2 separate regions of the Oryza sativa genome follow, and region 1 is linked to region 2. A link is a contact called in public HiCAR-type data. All regions are on one chromosome and are shown on one strand. The core of a region is the stretch at or near the end of the contact, and the rest is flanking DNA. Distances in the headings are between cores, read along the strand shown.

Region 1 (3,344 bases), core at 606-3,105, 140 kb after region 2:
CTGGGACAAGGAATAATGCACGCACGTAAGGAACGCCCCTTGGGTTATTTCCGGTCGTGACACATAGCAAAACATATATGGAGGGCCCCACATGTCATATTCATTCCTTTTCTTCTTCCCCCACCTCTCCCTCACTCTCCTCTCCACCAACTAGTCATGAGGGGCACGCTGGTGCAGACGGTGTCTAGCATGGGGGCTGCTAGCTGGCGCGTGCGCGCCAGCAGCGAGCATTTCTCTCCTATAACTATTAGTTAATACTTAACACTAATGATGGGTAATTAGGGAAGATTCTCAAGATTTTTCTTTCTTTTTTCGGGAGATTTTTTTACTAACAGATTGAAAATTTTTAAGTCGGATTTGAAAACTTTCGATTTATGATTTAAATTTTATAGTCAAATTTTGAAAACTTTCAGCTCGAGATTTGAAAACTTTCAAGTCCATATTTGAAAATTTTGAAAACTTTCAACTTGAGATTTGAAAATTTTCAACTCGAGATTTGAAAACTTTCAACTCGAGATTCGAAAACTTTCAAGTCTAGATTTGAAATATTTGAAAACTTTGAACTTGAGATTTGAAAACTTTCAACTCGAGATTTGAAAATTTTCAAATTCAAATTTGAAAATTTTAAAGTTAAGATTTAAAAATGACTAGTAAACTAATCATTAGTAAAAATAGGAAACTAATCTAAACTAATTACGATTTTTTCTCCTATCCATATGGCAGGAACAGCGAACAACGAAAAAAAAAAGAAAAAAAGAAGAAAAAGGCGCGCGCATGCGTGGGCCTTGTGGGCCGGAAGTACGCGCCGGCAATGCACGCGCGCCAATTAGCATTCGCGGTCTAGCGTCGAGTTCAAGCAACAATGTCTGAGGAAGCCGCTCATCGCCCATGTGCCAGGATGTTCGCATGCGGCGCCACTGCCCAGTAGGTCAGAGCAATGGCCACCACATAGCCTCAATCGCGAGCGTCATGCCGCACCGTGCTCTACGCGCGACGCCTAGTGGAGCACCACATCCGAGACGATCGCCATAGCGGAGGAGCTCCCTTCGCGGAAGAGCCAACACATCGCCTCCACAAGTACCGGGCCAGCACATCCTCCACGCCCATCGCCCGGGAAGAACGTTGTGTCTGAGACCTTTCCCGAGAGGAGGGAGAAGTCCTCTGAGGCAGAGAAGAACGCCGAAGTGACAAACTGCTCCATGATGGAGAAGGCATACATGTAGGAGGCAATGGTGGTGCCCAGTGAGTGACGCGGTGAGGGATGTCGGACATCTATTCGTCTCCTTGTCGAGCTCGTCATCATCTCACCAAGGACCTTCGCGAAGAGCGTGCTCCCATCATACCGGAAGGGGAGAGAGGAGGGATAGAGAAGAGGAGATGACATATGGGCCCCACTATAATAAAATTTGTACTAGTTTTCTAGCTGAGAGACATGTTTACTACTTCCTCCGTTTCACAATGTAAGTCATTCTAGCATTTTCCATATTCATATTGATGTTAATGAATTACATCAATATGAATATGGAAAATGCTAGAATGACTTACATTATGAAACGGAGAGAGTAGGTGAGTCAGCCACGGTCAATCCACCACGTCAATAGAAAACCGCTTCCGAAACTACTAAAGCAATCGATTTGCACCCGGTTTTGAAGATGAGGGAGGCGTTATACCTGGTTTTGCGGTTTTGAGGAGTCATAATAGACTTATTCGCCGCCGAAAAGAGGAGAGCTAGCCCAGCCCATCAACAACCCTTACCGCCTGTTATCACGATTCACGACACCGCCTGTTCTTCCTCCTAGCCCTCGCAGCGAGCAAACCCTAGGTTCCCCCCCCCCCCCCCCTTCTCTCTCTCTCTGCGGGCGGCGGCGGCGACATCTCCCTGGTACGCGCGCACATCGATCCCCTCTTCTTCCCAATTCGATGCAATCGCGCTCTTCTTTTTTTTTATGGCCATCATGCATGAACAACAGCGCGCCGCATCGTCTTCTTCCCAGATGGCGGACGGGGCCAACGAAGACGGTGGGGGTTCGGCTGCGGGGGAGCGGCCCATGGTTGCAATCAAGCGCAAGCGGGAGAAGGTGCCTGGGCTTGCCGAAGATGGAGATTCTTCCCCTTCTAGCGCTAATCGATCCGTCGACATGGAGGTGGAGGAGAAATTAGATTACTCTTGTGGTGAGTAGTAGTGTACATTATTATTCCATTATCATTCAGATAATTCAGATATTTAGTATATGTGTATAAGTGTATTGATTATGTGAGCAGCCCGATATGTATAGTTTACCCTGTTTGATTCCTGATTCCTTGCTTGGTTGCTGCTGGATGTAACGTATAAGATAATAAAAATTAAAAATATCTTAATATGGCATTTTTATTTTACAGCTGGTGCCGAAGAAGATGTTAGTAGTGGATGCAGCATTGAGATGGAGGATGTGGGTGAGCAGCGGCAAGTGGAGCCCACATGGGAGGATAAGGTGCTGAGGGTTCTTCACATTGTTCGTCGCAATCAGTTTGCTGAATATGACCCCAAGGAAGGTGGGATCGTATACACCCGCTTCTGCATCCACAACATAGCCTTATTCGATCTTGACAAAGAGTGTGAGTATACATTATTTTGTTAATTTCCAATCATAATTCCTTCTTTTTCATTATCTTAAATCCATTCATGTTCATCCCTACACCTAGTATATATATGTTGTAGTAGTTGTATACATATACATCCTTGATCGTTATGTGTCCATATCATGCATCGAAACATTCACATTCTTGGAATATTGATTTTGATACAGCAACGATTGGGCCTGGGCCACCAATTAACTCGCTCGATCCCTCTGAATATTGGTGGCTGGATGACTCACTGAATATCATAGCGATCAAGGTTGCCGAGTCCGACGTGGGTTACCCTGTCAGAATATATGGCACCGTTCTTGCGAGGGATCAGCAAGACTACAGATGCGTCTATTTGTTCAGGCGAAGCAGGGACAATCCCCAACTCATCACCTCACCGGTATGTACTCATGTATCCCTCTTAAACATTGCTTCTACTAATCAAATACATTGTAAACATAACAAACCTGTACAATGGGAGATGCAACCTGATTAGCAGGTTAATTGATTGATGGGATGAGACAGTAGTTGGTGGGAGAAATGCCCAGAGGTCTTCCGGCTAGCTCCACAAGGTGGTGGGCTAGACGACCTGGGTTCAAATCCTCACCCCTTCTAATTATTTGATATTAGGTTCTTCCCTATTCGCGTCTTTTGAGACAGTAGTTGGTGGTGTGAAATTTTTTTGAAAGTCTTGGATCTTCTAGTAGTGGCATCTAAGTGATCCTAAATCTTTTGGTGAT
Region 2 (2,904 bases), core at 135-2,634:
TGCTGTTGATGTGAGGAAGGGCATGCTTCAAGGATTAGCAAAGCTTGATGTTCGACCGAAGAACTTGGCTATCATGGTCACCTTATGCACCAGCGAGATTTGCAGGTATCTAGCCTGATGAATATTATTACAGGTAACTTAATTCTCTACGCTGGTAATTAACTTTATTGTGTGTTTTTATGCGTGATCAATATGTGTGATTATGAATGCCATGCTTGCCAATTAAGATCTAGGGAATTATTGTGTTGGTAATTTTCTGGTTTCAGTAGGGTCTAGAGCTTAATTCAGAAGCCATGGCTTGATGACAGTGTTATGCCACAAAAAGATTGTATCTGTCTCGAAGTACACCAATCCGTTACATTCTGTTTGCCCCCTTAATTAACAATCCTCTTTTGTTGGCTACATTGTTCTTAATTAGTGAGACAGTCTGATGTGCAGATGCACAATAATGTTCTCTCATTTGAAGAAAAGAACAATAATGCACAATAATGCTACTTTACTCGCTTGGATCCATTTTAGTTGAGTTGTATTTACTATTTATGCAAACCCAACTTTGATGGTAAAATACCTAAAATTATTATATGTACGTAGTATGTGCCCCCTCCAGTTATAAATATTTAATGCAGTTGATTTTGATCATAAAGCTTGATCATTTATCATATTTAAAAGTTTAGTGTAAAAATATGCAAAAATATCATGTTTAAAGTACCTTTAACAATAAAATAAGTCATAAAAAAATTAGTGTACTTTTTTTAATAAGACAAATTATCAAATTTTGTTGTCAAAGTCAACTGCGTTATGACCAGAGGAAGTACCGGAATTTCTCTTAACATACAGTTGGCATTGTCTTAATTGTATTGGACTTGTCGAGCTTGGTGTTTTTTTGTGGGCATTTCTGACATGATTTTCCCTAATCTATTTACAGGAGGAACCATTAACTTTGACAGGACCTAATAATCGAGTACTTGGTGCACTAGACAGAATAGAGTTACATTTAAAGATTAGAGACGATGGTGGTGTTGACCAAGATTTCTGCGAGAAGCCGAGAACACAATGCATCAGCTATAATTTTTTAGGTTCATAATATAAATTTAGTGAAAGTGGCAACAAAATGTCCGGACCAGTATGTGAACAAGTAGAATCGAATGGCAAATTAATCTTCTGTAGCTGCCATAAAATTAGGAACAAAATTATGTAGCTCTGTGATGGAAAGCTTGAAGGAGCTCAGAATTCCAGTCAATTTCTAGTATACAAAAGAAAAACTAAAAAAAAGTTTAAACTCAAAGCCCACTAGTAAATACTACTAATACAACTAAGGCCCATATTGGGCCCACACGGCCCACGAACAGCAACCTAATCCTCGCGCTGGAAGAGACGAGACAGTACGCCACGCGCCGCCTGAGCCCTCGCGTCGCGACACCGCTCGCCGCGGCGGCGCTGCTCCTCTCCAGCGACCACGCGAGGAGGGAGAAGAGGAGGAAGAAGGCGAGAAGGGAGCAAGCTAGAAGAGTGGGAGAGGGGGACATCTAGGTCGTCGACGGCCTCAATGGGGTGGGGCATACCGACGCGGCCGCCGGCGACGTCGACGCCGTCGCGGGTGCAGGCGCTGTACGAGCTCTGCAAGCGCACCTTCCCGTCGCCGTCCTCCGTCGCCGCGTCCTCCTCGCCGTCGTCTCCACCTCCCGACCACGCCATCGGCGCCATCTCCTCTCTCATGGGTAGGTCACCTGACCTCCACCAACTCCTCTTCCTCCCGACCTCGGCCCAATTTTTGTTTTGTTCTTGTGTTCAGAGTTCGGACAGCCAATTGATTGCTCTTTCCTCTGCAAAATCGTTCGTATGCTGATGTATTGAGGAATTGGATGTGAGTTTTGTGTTCAGATACAATCACTCCTGTGGATGTTGGACTCAGAGATGATAATCTTGAGGATGGAAGAGGATTTGGGTTCTTTGAATCAAACTTCTTGAAGAATTCAGCAAGGGTTGCTAGATGGGCGCAACCCATAACCTACCTGCATGTCTACGAGTGTGACGCCTTCTCTGTATGTGGATGTTCAAATGTTCAATTTGGTCATCTTCTTGTAACACTTCTGTGACAGAGAATACTACTAGAAGTTAATGAATAATTGGATATCTTCTCTGCTAATCTGCAATTGCTTCGTGTTTGTTCTGTAGATTGGAATATTCTGCTTACCAACATCGGCGGTTATTCCTCTCCATGATCATCCGGGAATGACTGTGTTGAGCAAATTACTCTATGGTTCGATGCATGTCAAATCGTATGATTGGGTAGAGCCTGCTGTTCTAGCAAATGGCAAGCCAGGTTATTTTTCATACCCTGTTTCAAATATTTGTTTTTATTTATCTACTAGTATATATTGCATTGCAGAGTGATGACTTAATGAACTCGTTGTCTCTGAGAATACAAGTGTACTGAAAACATTTATTTCTTCAGATGGTTTCTACAGTACCAAGTTAATGAACAATATTGGTTGTAGCATAGTAATAGTATTGATACTACCCAACCCTATTGGTCACTAGTGTTGCACTGTTGCTCAGGCATCATTTTAGATTGCTCATTTCTATGCCTTGATGATTTTTCGGGTTCTGGTATATTAAGGATTTTTTTTCTTTCTCCTGATGTGCAGTGAAACTTGGAAAGTTACATACGGATGATGTTCTGAATGCCCCTTGTCCAACTGCTGTTTTGTATCCCCAAAGTGGTGGGAACATGCACTGCTTCACTTCAGTAAAATCATGTGCTGTTCTTGATGTCATTGCCCCACCATACTCTGAATCTTCTGGCCGTGTTTGCACCTATTTTCACGATTATCCATTTTCTAGCTTCTGTAAGTGAAATCCCTCACTGTCATCATATTACATGTTTGTGTCAGATTCATGTTT

Evidence for each region. HiCAR-type assays count read pairs that join an accessible place to other places.
Region 1: a contact with region 2 is called in a HiCAR-type map of leaf, with 2.5 times the contacts expected there. The contact joins the promoter of LOC4344604 here to the promoter of LOC4344600 in region 2. A contact is called at or near these places in 4 of 15 Hi-C or Micro-C datasets (leaf, panicle, seedling and 1 more) and 1 of 4 datasets of contacts at active chromatin or transcription factors (leaf).

The regions. Positions count from the first base shown.
Region 1 is chr8:1,998,829-2,002,172 of ASM3414082v1, forward strand. LOC4344604 reads left to right here and starts at 1,856. Exons shown (of 5, transcript XM_015792785.3): 1 at 1,856-1,882; 2 at 1,995-2,172; 3 at 2,380-2,595; 4 at 2,787-3,004. The coding sequence starts at 1,995.
Region 2 is chr8:1,854,731-1,857,634 of ASM3414082v1, forward strand. LOC4344600 (plant cysteine oxidase 3) reads left to right here and starts at 1,385. Exons shown (of 6, transcript XM_015793137.3): 1 at 1,385-1,718; 2 at 1,882-2,042; 3 at 2,176-2,323; 4 at 2,649-2,849. The coding sequence starts at 1,547.